2 separate regions of the Rattus norvegicus genome follow, and region 2 is linked to region 1. A link is a contact called in public Hi-C data. All regions are on one chromosome and are shown on one strand. Each heading gives the region's core, a stretch centred on a gene start, on an enhancer-like site or on the middle of the called end of the contact. The rest is flanking DNA. Distances are from core to core; before and after follow the strand shown. Region 1 holds the start of Zfp36l2 (zinc finger protein 36, C3H type-like 2). Region 2 has its middle 42 kb from the start of Trnai-uau2.

Region 1 (6,160 bases), core at 1,630-4,129:
ACCTGTTCACCCACAGGCACTTGCCTTCAAATTCACAGCTTGGGTTTGTCACTGTAGTGTGATCCACATGCCTAGTTATCCACAAGACCATGCCAGCCATAGTCAGGAACTTGTAGGGCCTGTACCTATGTTCAGCTACTTCTCAGCTGAGCAGTCACTTAGAATTATGGGGAAAGGGGACTGAACGTGCAGATCAGGAGGCATTTCATGTGCATTTCCTTTTGCAGAGAAGCTGACATTTTACATGTAATTGGTCTCTGAGAAGAAAACCATTCAGCAACACAAAAACAGAGCTGTGCTGGAGTAGAGAACTATAGCAGGAAGAGGGAATGCAGGAACAGTGTCCTGTCCTGTCCATGAAGAGGAACAGAAAATCCCCTAGGTGGTCTAACAAACACTTAGCACCCTGTTGTGGTTTGTGTGGCCCTGTAGTAATTACTGAGTCACCGTCAGGGCAGCCCCACTGCTGATGAAAAATTGAAAACCTAACATTTGTTTGTTTGTTTGTTTTGGGTTTTGCTTTTATTTTGATGAGTCAGGCATGCTGTTTACACCAGGCTAGCCTCAAACATGTGCTAATCCTCCTGCCTCTGCTTCCCAAGTGCCAGGATCCCAGGCACATACCACTATACCCAGCATCACACTATTTTAAGATCTAACTGGTGAGAGAGGCTAGTGGTGTGATGTGGTGATAACCTTGGAAGATTAATCTGATCAGGGCCAAACCTTCCCTCTCCCCTCCCATCTAAAATGAAATAAAAGCATTTACATAACAATAAAACCATTTCACATTAGCGGGCATGCTGTACCAAAGCATGTACCAGAACATGTTATGTTATCTTCAAGTCCATCCTACCAAGTGTACCCAGTGGGTGTTCTTGCTGCTGTTGGCTGGGAATTACCCCAGATTTGGATCTTGGCTGGCTGTGGCCAGCCTGGGAGGGCAAGAAGGACGGCTGTTTCCACAGGTTTGTGTCTGAAATCCTGCTAACAGCTGCTAGGGGGATATGCTGCATGCTTTCCTGAGGCGTCCTTAGAGGAACCAGGAAAACCTTGGTCACAGGGTATCATGCTTACCTTTGGGGTCCTTTGAGCCACAGCTGCACAGCAATACTAGGGGCAAGAGCAACGTGGGTGGGAAGAGTAAAGCAGCCATCTTTCCCTAAGTCACTACATTTGAGGGCCCTAAGATTTGAGTGGCCCCTTTGCTTTAATATATAAGGTGGTATGGGCTTTTTTCTTTACTTTATTGAGGTATGGTCTCACTCTCACACTAAGCTGTGCTGGGCTGGCCTAAAACTCACCGAAATTTGTTTGCCTCTGCCTGAACCACCATACCCACTTAGCACATTTGTGACCCTAAAGTCCAGCCTTACAGGGGCAAAAATGCAGCCAAATGCGCCTGGACTCGGGAGCCTGTTGAGTGACAGATGTACCTCCTTACCTTCCAGGTTAACTGATACAGCCCAAGTGCACACTGGACTGAGTGCAAGCAGACAGGAAGAATAACGTGGGAAGGATGTAGTTGGTCAAGCGTCCTTCCCTGGCAACTACTGGGCCTTCCACCCAGGGCAACCTGGACTGCCAGTTGGGTGAAACCGTGGGCCCAACTCCAGCTTTTGGCAGCCAGTATAAACTCAGTGTAGGGATAAAGGGTTCTGGACCTGACCAGATCGCCTGAGTAACGTTGGGGGTTGGGGGTAGCCTCACTGGGCACTAGGTGTGTGGGGGGGGGTGCTACTCTCAAAAGAGTCAGGGGCCTTTTGAGACTGCTTTTTCTACGGAAAGCTAGTAGGAGTTGCACTAAAGGCAACAGAACGAGGGCCTCTTCCCCCCAACCTGGGTGGTGGTTCAGCAACCACCGCCTCCGGCAGCTAACACAAAGCTTAGATTCAATGCGGTGCCTCCCACAGCCGTAGGAAAAAGGTTGCAGGACTCAACAGGCCAAGGCTGTACGGGCGGGAAGCCTTGGCTAGCAGCTGCACCCCCCATCCCTGAGACGGGTGGGGAGGTTAGGCCAACCAACAGGCACAAAGGTGAAGGAAGTGACTTCCTCCGTGTCCACACTGCTCCCCCGACTTCCCTCTAGTCCCCCGAGTCGGCTTTCCCGCCCCGGACACCCCGCGCCACTCCGCGCCTTTGGCCCAGGCTCAAGGTCTTGTGATGTGATTAGCAAAGCCAGCGCCTTGTCCTCAGACAGTCAGCCCTGCCCCACAGGCCGCAACGCTCAAGTCCTGTTTACTGAGCCTGGGCGGGGAGAGGGGCGGAGAAACGCTCCAATGCTCCTCCAGGCTGGCCGCTCCCGCCCCCACCCCTACGGCCTCTCCACGTGCAGCCGGGCCCGAGCTGCCACCTACCAGACAGGCCGCGACCCCCGCCCCCAGTCCCAAGCAACTTGGCAACGCGCACCATTGCAATATTGTTGCGTTTTGCAGTTCCCGCGCGCCGAGCAAAAACTAGGGTGGGAGATAAAAGCTGCGCCAGTCGGCCCAGCAGGATCGGGCAGGGAAAGGCACGTCCGGGATAGCCTGGTCCCGGTCAGATTGAGCGTGAGGTGCTTTCCAATATTACACTCCAAGAGGCGGGGGAGAACGAGATATTCCCGCCGCCGCCACCCCGCACCCCAAGGAGCCGTGCTCCCCACGCCGCCCGGGACGCCCGGGACTGCCCGCCCCGCCCCGCCCCCGAAGGGAAAAAATTGGCGGCGACCAATGAGAGTCCGAGAAGGGGCCTGACGTCTGCGGGCCGGCGGGCGGCGTTGCCTAGAGACCCCAGCCGGTCAGCGATCAGTCCCCTCCCCGGGTGCGCTTTGCCCCGCCGCCGCGCGGCTCCCAGGCTGTATATAGGGCGCGCGCTCGCGGGTCTCCGAGTTCCACCAGTCCGCGAGCTGCCGACGGCTCGCGCGGGGGGCAGGCCGGGGCGCCGAGCTGCGCTCTCGCTTCTCCTCTGCCCCCCACTCCGCGCGCCGCGGCCTCCTTCCTCGGCCCCGCAAGCAAACTTTCCGTCCCTCCCTGCCCCTCGTCCGTTATTCGTCTTGGTTTGAGCTGCGCCGCACCGAGGGCTCCTCCCAACCTCCCCGCTTGCAGTTCCGACCATTACAGGACCCAGAAAAATGTCGACCACTCTTCTGTCAGCTTTCTACGATATCGACTTCTTGTGCAAGGTAAGCCGACAGCGGGAAAGGATGGCGGACGGCCTGGAACCCTTTGGAGTTCCGAGACTTGGCCGCCGGGCCCGGCTAAGGCGGGAGGGACCCTTCCAAGTTGGCTTTGCGGGTGGAGGGAAGTCCTGTAGTTAGCAGTACTGTGTGCTTGCAACTGTGGGCGTGGAGAGCTGGGAGGGAGCGAGTAGCGGCTGGAGCAGCCGTGCTCCTCCCGAGCCGACCGCGGCCACGCTGCCGGGACTTCCCGGACTGTGTTTGCGCCGCCCATCCCGTGGCCACGGGCCCAGGATCACATGGCTAGACCCGGAGCGGCCGGGGTGGGCGTCCTCCACTCTCTCCGGCCTGCGTTTTGTAAGTGTAGCGGTGGAGACTGAATTGGAACCCACAAGGAACACCAACAAGTGGGCAGTTGGGATTGGCGTCCATTCTGCAGTTCCCCCAACTCTCTTCCCCATCAGATTTTCATCCCGTCCCCGGTCCCCTCCCTTTGGCAGACGGAGAAATCCCTGGCAAACCTCAATCTGAACAACATGCTGGACAAGAAGGCGGTGGGGACGCCCGTGGCTGCTGCCCCCAGCTCGAGCTTCACTCCGGGGTTCCTGAGACGCCACTCCGCCAGCAACCTACACGCGCTCGCCCACCCCAGTCCTGGCAGCTGCTCGCCTAAGTTCCCAGGCGCCCCTAACGGCAGCAGCTGTGGCCCGGCAGGCGCGGGCGGCCCGTCCTCCTACGGCCAGCTCAAGGAGCCTTCAGGGGGCAGCGGCACGGCGCTGGTCAACAAGGAAAGCAAATTCCGGGATCGCTCTTTCAGCGAGAACGGTGAGCGCAGCCAGCACCTCCTGCACCTGCAGCAGCAGCAGAAGGGGGGCAGCGGCTCCCAAATCAACTCCACGCGCTACAAGACCGAGCTGTGCCGGCCCTTCGAGGAGAGCGGCACGTGCAAGTACGGCGAGAAGTGCCAGTTCGCGCACGGCTTCCATGAGCTGCGCAGCCTCACTCGGCACCCCAAGTACAAGACGGAGCTGTGCCGCACCTTCCACACCATCGGCTTCTGCCCCTACGGCCCGCGCTGCCATTTCATCCACAACGCAGACGAGCGGCGGCCCGCACCATCGGGGGGCGCCTCCGGGGACCTGCGAGCGTTTGGCGCGCGCGACGCGCTGCACCTGGGCTTTGCCCGGGAGCCGCGGCCAAAGCTGCACCACAGCCTCAGTTTCTCCGGCTTCCCGTCGGGCCACCACCAGCCGCCCGGGGGACTGGAGTCGCCGCTGCTGCTCGACAGCCCCACGTCGCGCACGCCGCCGCCGCCCTCCTGTTCCTCCGCCTCGTCCTGTTCCTCATCAGCCTCTTCCTGCTCCTCCACCTCAGCGGCCTCCACACCCTCGGGCGCCCCGACGTGCTGTGCCTCAGCGGCGGCGGCGGCGGCGGCCGCGCTGCTCTACGGCCCCGGAGGCGCGGAGGACCTGCTGACTCCCGGAGCGCCGTGCGCCACTTGCTCGACCACCTCGTGCGCCAACAACGCCTTCACCTTCGGCCCGGAGCTGAGCAGCCTCATCACGCCACTTGCCATCCAGACCCACAACTTCGCCGCCGCGGCCGCCGCCTACTACCGCAGCCAGCAGCAGGGCCTGGCGGGCCTCGCGCCGGCCCCTGCGCAGCCCCCCGCGGCCCCCGCGCCGCCCTCGCCGCCCTTCGGCTTCCAGCTGCCGCGCCGTCTGTCCGAGTCGCCGGTGTTCGACGCGCCCCCCAGCCCCCCGGACTCGCTGTCGGACCGCGACAGTTACCTGAGTGGCTCGCTGAGCTCGGGCAGCCTCAGCGGCTCCGAGTCCCCCAGCCTGGACCCCGGCCGCCGCCTGCCCATCTTCAGCCGCCTCTCCATCTCCGACGACTGAGGCAAGGGGGCGCCCGCGAGGGGTTGGGAGAGGCGTTACAGGGGCACCGGTTGGGGGGTGACACTGCCGCAGGCCGACTTTAAGGCCCCTCCGAGCACTTGGACTCGAACTCTGCCGGGAGGGGCCCTGCCCCTTCCCTTTCGGTTTTCTCGTTTCGTTCTTTTTTTTTATTTTATTATTAATATTATTATTATTATTATTGCAAAGTTTCGTTCTTGTTGAAATAAAAGCCAACGAACTTTTCGAATGGATGAACAAAATATCCACAACAGGGCGGTTGTGATGCAGAAAGAACAAAGGATACCAAACACTTGCTTTAGGTCCCAGAAGAGTTTGAAACTCTAGTTTTAAAAGAAAAAAATAAAAATCAGCCCATCACCAGCAGCTACCAACCATCATTCCATCTCTTCACTGGAAAGCCTTAGCTACAGATGTGAGAACTCTGACCTTGGAAGGGGTTCCAAGACCAGTGTGAGCCCGCCGGCTGCCACCTCCCTAAAGTATAAGCTTCTAGAATTCAAACTAATGCCAAGAACATGCCTTGGTAGGAGTAGCTCTCTGCCTCCTTCCTGGTGGTTGTTTACCTTGTTTATGTTTTTTAACAAAGTTCTATGTGTCTGGGGGTGGGGGAGCCCTTGCATTCCAAAGTTTGGTAACAGTCTCCTTGCCAGCACTCAGTGGGTGTTTAGCTTAGAACCATTTCCTCTGCCCTCTGGAAGCCTTGGGCAGAGCTCAGTTCATAGTTGGGAAATAAGTGCTTCATTTTTAGCTGTTTTGAGTTGATCCGCACCACTGCACCACAACTCAATATGAAAAACTATTTAACTTATTTATTATTCTTGTGAAAAGTATACATTTGAGGATGTTGTTCATACTGTATTTATCGAGTATGATGAAAGCAATAGATATATATTCTTTTATTATGTTAAATTATAATTGCCATTATTAATCGGCAAAACGTGGAGTGTGTTCTTTTCACAGTAATATATGCCTTTTGTAACTTCACTTGGGTTATTTTATTGTAAATGAGTAAGAAAAATCTTAATTTAAGAGATTGTATGTAATATTTATTTCATTAATTTCTTTCCTTGTTTACGTAAATTTC
Region 2 (6,160 bases), core at 1,282-3,781, 300 kb after region 1:
ACTGGGGATGGAACTCAGGAATTCAATCACCTAGGCAGGCAGTCTACAAGGGAGCTATACGCCCAGCCCTTAAGTCACTATTGTTTTGCTTTGAGACAGGGTTTCATTCCGTAACTTCTCGTAGTGAATTCTAGCTCACTAGAATTCTTTCAGTAGACCAGGTTTGCCTTGAACTGACATAGTGACCTGCCTCTGCCTTCCAAGTGCTGGGATAGAAGGCATGCGCCACCACTCCCAGAGAAATCTCTGTTTTAATCCCGTATTGTCAATTTACATTGCATAAGCATATGGAATGACTCAGAACCTTGCCTAGGAATTAAGTCCTAAGAGTCGCTGAAGCCAGGACCTCCTGCGCAGAGGGAATGTGAGTCGACCCATTCTTTGGTCTAATGTAGCTCTTATCAGTAACCCTGACAGCGGTCCAATTGCAGCATGTCGACTCAGAGTTTGCGGGGGCTCCTCATACGCACACGGTGTCTTACGTGACTTTAAATAGGCTCAAGTAGGCTGCTGCTGTTACCCCATCAATGGAGAGAAGCCAAGGGAAAACATTGCTGCCCAAAGATGTGATGAGAATTTGGACTTTCACTTAAACGAAGGGTTCTGTTTTGTTTTACTTCTAATATATCATTGGCCAACAAACTTTGGCTCTTTATTCATTTAATTTCCAATTAAAACATGAATTTCGATGTGTGGCCTATAGAATAGAATGCAAGATATCCTACAATTTGAAATTTTCTAGAAGTCACAATTAGAAAAGTAAAAAGAAACTGGTGAGATGAATTCAAACAACAAATTTACCTAACTCAAGATACAATTTCTACATGAAATGGTGGTGGACAATAAAAATAAGAGATTTCCAGCTGGAGAGATGGCTCAGCATTTAAGAGCACTGGCTGCTCTTCCAGAGATCCTGAGTTCAAATCCCAGCAACCACATGGTGGCTCACAACCATCTGTAATGGGATCTGATGCCCTCTTCTGGTGTGTCTGAAGACAGTGACAGTGTACTCATATACTTAAAATAAATAATTCTTTTAAAATAAATAATAATAATAATAATAATAACAATAATAGATTTTTTTTGGTTCTTTTTTTCAGAGCTGGGGACCAAACCCAGGGCCTTGCGCTTCCTAGGTAAGCGCTCTACCACTGAGCTAAGTCCCCAGCCCCACAATAATAGATTTTTATATTGTTCTTGTCTTGTTTTTCCCTAGTTTTAAAAGCCACCGTGGGCAGGTGTGTTGTACTCTCCAGTAACCCCAGAATCTGGGAGTCTGAAATAGGGGAGCCTAAGAATAAGGCAAGTGAGCCTGGGCTACACATCAAGACCTTCTTGGAAACGAGAGAGAGAGAGAGAGAGAGAGAGAGAGAGAGAGAGAGAGAGCGCACAGAACAAGAAAGGAGAGAAAAGGAGAAGAAGCAAGAGGAGGGAGGGGAAGGAAAACAGAGATGCAGTTGAAAACAGGATGTAGAGAAAGCAGGACACCGGGAGTCCCCATCTCTCCTGGTACCAACAATGGTCACTTAGAATCAGCCAAAGTGGGGCTGGGGATTTAGCTCAGAGGTAGAGCACTTGCCTAGCAAGCGCAAGGCCCTGGGTTCGATCCTCAGCTCCGGAAAAAAAAAAAAAAAAAAAAAAGAAAGAAAGAAAGAATCAGCCAAAGCTGCTGACTAGGGATAAGAAAGAGACCATAGTATTTATACACTCTGAGTTTTTCGGAGAGCAACCCCGTCCCCAAAAAGGGGCTGGAGATGTTTCTCAGTGACCGCACTAGGGAAGTCCAGCAGACAGGGCACCATCGAATAACAGGACACCCTAGAGCTGGCACTAGAAGTCACTAATTCAGATCATCATTTAATGGACTTTTGGACCCTGTCCAGCCAGTTTCCAATTTAAGCCAGGTCACCAGGACCACCATGTCAATCAAGTATAAACCAAGAGCTGTGTTTGAAAGCTGAGGTGCCCCTGTCACTACCCTGCTCAAAGACCCCAAGGGATACATCCCATCCCTGCCTCAGTCATTTAATAATGGGCATGAAAAAGCGACTCTATCCCGTGATAAAGACGGGGACATTCCAAACAATAATACCAATAAGAACTAAGTCCATGTGCTCGTTGAGCCTCGCAGATTTCAGGTGATCAGAATGAGCGCAGGACAGGAGATTTCTGCATGGAAAGCTCAGCTCTGCTGGCTGAAAATGAAATTTAAACTTTTTTGAAATTTACGCTTTGATGACTAACTTGTTTTAATCTTCATTATCTGTTTGTTCTTTGAGTGGGCGCTAAGCGAGTGCAGTGCCCCTGACCTGCACTCCCTGATGACCTTCTCACTCTGTAGCCCAAGCAGGTCTTGAACTTGCAATCTTCCAGCCTCAGCACCACTCCCCACCCCACAAGCAGCTGAGCGTTCCTCACCAACCCAGCCTCATTTCTACACATTCTTGCAAAACAACAAACCCAGAACTGTCTGTCTCTGGGCCAGCGACCACCACCCCCAGTTGAAGAAGGAAAACCCGGGAGTCTAATTAGAGCATCACGAAGCAGTACTGCCATCTGGTGGCAGCCTCAGTCACAAGCACGTTCCCTGGGAGGACGTGATCAGCTTCTGGGAACGTGTTTTTCAAAATGTGCTCTCTGACCCATGGAGCTTGTTAAAAATGCACATTGCGGAGCCCTGTAGAACCCCAGCCTCCACGACAGACACCAAACACCCACAGTTGACTCGATGTCCCAAGTCATCTTCGTGCACAATAAACAAGAGGAGAGCATCAATCTAAAGAACTTGTCTAATTGATGCAAGCTGAGAAAATTCAGAGGCAGCAAAGGTTGGAGGACTCATTTTCCCTAATGCTGAACAGAGAGGAGATTGCTATTCTCTGCGTCTGGTGGACTCCACGGAATTGTTTGATGTAGAAATAACACCCTGTGCACAGTGTACACAAAGCTGAAAGGAACCTAAATCCCATCTCTCTCTCTCTCTCTCTCTCTCTCTCTCTCTCTCTCTCTCTCTCTCTCTCTCTCTCTGTCTGTCTCTCTCTCTCTCTCTGTCTCTCTCTCTCAGTCTGTCTGTCTTTCTGTCTCTATGTCTGTCTGTCTGTCTCTGATGAAACCCTGAAACCCTGTCATCAGGTACCTGTAGCTCCTCCCCTCCCTCGTCACCCCAGCCCAACTCTGTCCCTTTCACATCTGGATCCTTCCAGCTGAATCACTTCAAAGCCCCCTCTCTCACTTCACCTCCATTCCCCAGCTCTGTAAAACTTGCAGCACTTTCCACCCGTCAAAGTAACAGCTTGTTTCACATCACCTTCTCAGAGGGCTCTCCGGGGAGCCTTTTAGACTAAGCTAGGAACTCCCCACTTTTTTAGTCCAAAAAAATTCACTATATGGAATCACATTGCCTGATACACACATCCTGCACACACACACACACACACACACACACACACACACACACACACTGGTAAACTCTTCACAGGCAGAGCTGTGTCTCCAAGATTCTCCAACCCAGCAAAGCCTCTACCACATAGCTAACGGGCTTTGCTCCACATTTGCAGAGTGAATATGTGTTTTCAAAAGCAACAAGAAGTCAGTGTCTGAGTTTTGTTTTTTGGTTTTTTTTTTTTCAATATAAAGTGGTAAAACCAGGAGTGTGCGGGGAAAGGGCAGGAACAGAGCAACCTGGGAATGTCCTCACCACCTCCCAGGAAAGGAGTGATTTCCCCAGAGGACAGAGGCCTGTCACATCTTGCTCAGCTAATCTGACAGAAGCCAGCTGCAGTGGTTGTCCTGCCCTGGGGAAGGCAGCATGCTGAGTCTGGGAACCACTTGCCGCTGTTTGCCCCTGGGGACAGGGGCACAGGGGGAGGGTAATTGACTTGTCTCCCAAATTTATTTATTAATTCCTAGCTGCACCATTTGATGTGGTTTCCAGGAGGCACGAGTTGAAATCTGTTCACTGCCTTTTCCACCTATCCCCAACCTCATGTAGCAATGGCCCCTAGGGAGCCTGGTAAACCTCAGAGTCTGCTCACCAGTGAGGCTTCAGGCAGGCAGGGTCTAGACCTGGTGCCCACCACACAGAAGGGGTGAGCTCCTGTTCAGGGCTCAGCCCCAAGGATGCCGATTCTGATACTGGCGAGAGTGAAGAGGTAAGTCAGCAGGCTGCTCAGAAGGCCTGGATCTCCACGGGACGTGTAACTGTACTTCTGGCTACTATACTGGATCCTGATATTTACTCCCCTTCTCCACCCCAATCCCTTCCACCCCTCAACACTGGTAGAAGAAAGTTTAAAGGGGAAAGGGGCATAGATCTCTTTAGACTACTCCCTGATGATTAGGGCATTGAGTGTCTAGGGGCAAGTCCAGTGTTCACTGTCAAGATATCTCCGACCAGCAATCCACCCAAACAGCAAAACAGCCAATAGCAAAAGCAGCGGCAGGAACCAGCAGCAGCCTCCACAGGCTCTCCGGGCTCTGGCATTTTTTATAACCTCTCAAGAGTCCCCAGAATTCCAAACTTAAACTATCTTTCAGCTGGTAGAATCATGCCCCTGCCAGAGCACGAGACAGATTCCAGTCAGCTGCTGTGGACAATCTGAAGCAGCCCCATATTCCACACCTGGGATTGAAGCAAAAACAGACTCATATAAGTGGGTTTAAAAAAAATCTCACAAGAAGGAAGTCTCTGAGATGAAGCCTTCGGCCATGGGAAGGAGGAATCAGTGACTAGAGAGGAAGCCCCGGTAAACCAGGGCTGATGGAGTAGATATGTTATCCCAGCACTGGGAGGCAGAAGCAGGAGGACCAGGAGTTCCAAGTCATTCTTGACTACAGAACAAGTTCCAGGTCAGGCTGGGCTACAGGAGTCCCTATCCTAAGCTCGAGAGTGTGCTTGTTCCTGCACACACGCACATGCGTGCACACGCTGAGAAGGGAACTGAGGCTGTAACTCCATTGGCAGGGTGCTCTCTAACATCCACTGAGTCACTGGCACTGCATAAACTGGGCGTAACGGACACCCTGGGCTACAGGAGACTTTGTCATAGTGGCAGGCCAAGGCTAGGAAGACATTGTTAGAAGTGAGGCTCACCTGGTCACAGGCACCATAGGTCATTCTAAGTGAACAACAGAGTTTATGTCCAAATGCCAGGCTGATGCCGGCTTCGTTCTTCCTCTAGGACCTGCACATTTCTGCCTAATGTAAATGGGTTTGTAATCGGGGAAACAGAGTAAAGACAGGGTGGAAAGGCTGTGGTCTAGACCTACGTATGCAAACTTGCATCCTCCTGGCACACAGCCTTGAGCACACGTGGGCAAGTGCGGCAGGGACAGCCATGTGCAGTGCGCTCTGTGCACACATTGAAGGTGGGAGGTAAGGACTTTTCTCCTCAGTTTTCTTTTTTCCCATCCCTTCCCTCAGACCCTCCTTTCAGAAACTAAACTTCCTCACTTTTCTTTTGGGACTTTCTCCCCCTCCGCCCAGTTCTGTTTCCCGATCCTCTTTCTACGTCTAAAGACTCAAATGTACTCCACCCACACCAGGACATGCCCTCCACTCCGTTGACCCTGTAGTGGAATTCTGAAAGTCTTGGTTTCCCTTGTCACCCCTACATCCAGATTCATAAGTATACACAAGCACACACACACACACACACACACACACACACACACACACACACATGCCAGACCTTGTGAACCCCTCTTAGAAAAGTCTTGACTAATTTCATCCCTACACATCTCTGCTCATGGCTGCACCAGGCCAGACCAAGAGCTCCTTTCTCCATGTCCTTGACCCTGTCATGGGGGAGTCAACAAGGTCCTTGTCGCAAAAGAAAGGCTTAACGGAACACCCCAAACCCCAACATCCAATTCATATATTTGAAGCAGTATCTTTAAAATTCAAGATTAACTCCAAATATGCAAGATGATGAGATGTCAAAACTTTAAATAAAGGAAAGCTCCGAGGGACTGACGTCTCCTGTGCCTTGGGCACGGTTGAGTATGTATGGCTTAGTGTGCCCGCCAGCATGAACCGATCTATAACCGGGAAGGAGTTCCTCAGCAGGGCTCAGACAATGCAGGGGTACGTGTCTCTGAGCCCTGCGTCTGGCGAGTCTGTGCCTGTCCTTCCGTACAATGACATGAGGAGCTCAGGGTT

Evidence for each region. A called contact is a pair of places that touch in the nucleus more often than the background predicts.
Region 2: a contact with region 1 is called in a Hi-C map of Schwann cells, with 7 times the contacts expected there. The contact joins the enhancer-like site here to the promoter of Zfp36l2 in region 1. A contact is called at or near these places in 8 of 12 Hi-C or Micro-C datasets (the A7r5 cell line, Schwann cells, frontal cortex and 5 more) and 1 of 1 datasets of contacts at active chromatin or transcription factors (oligodendrocytes).

What each region holds. Positions count from the first base shown.
Region 1 is chr6:16,239,743-16,245,902 of GRCr8, forward strand. It overlaps Zfp36l2 (zinc finger protein 36, C3H type-like 2), which reads left to right and starts at 2,880. Exons shown (of 2, transcript NM_001036626.2): 1 at 2,880-3,163; 2 at 3,658-6,160. The coding sequence starts at 3,113. The coding sequence ends at 5,055. Thada (THADA, armadillo repeat containing) reads left to right here. Exons shown (of 37, transcript NM_001191769.1): 37 at 1-7.
Region 2 is chr6:16,538,305-16,544,464 of GRCr8, forward strand. No RefSeq gene overlaps it. Among named protein-coding and RNA genes, the nearest start is that of Trnai-uau2, 42 kb to the right of the region's middle. Within about 2 kb of position 2,532, at least 4 of the 93 cell types and tissues checked have an H3K27ac peak or open chromatin away from gene starts, as enhancers often do. A contact at or near this core is called in Schwann cells, where this site is marked.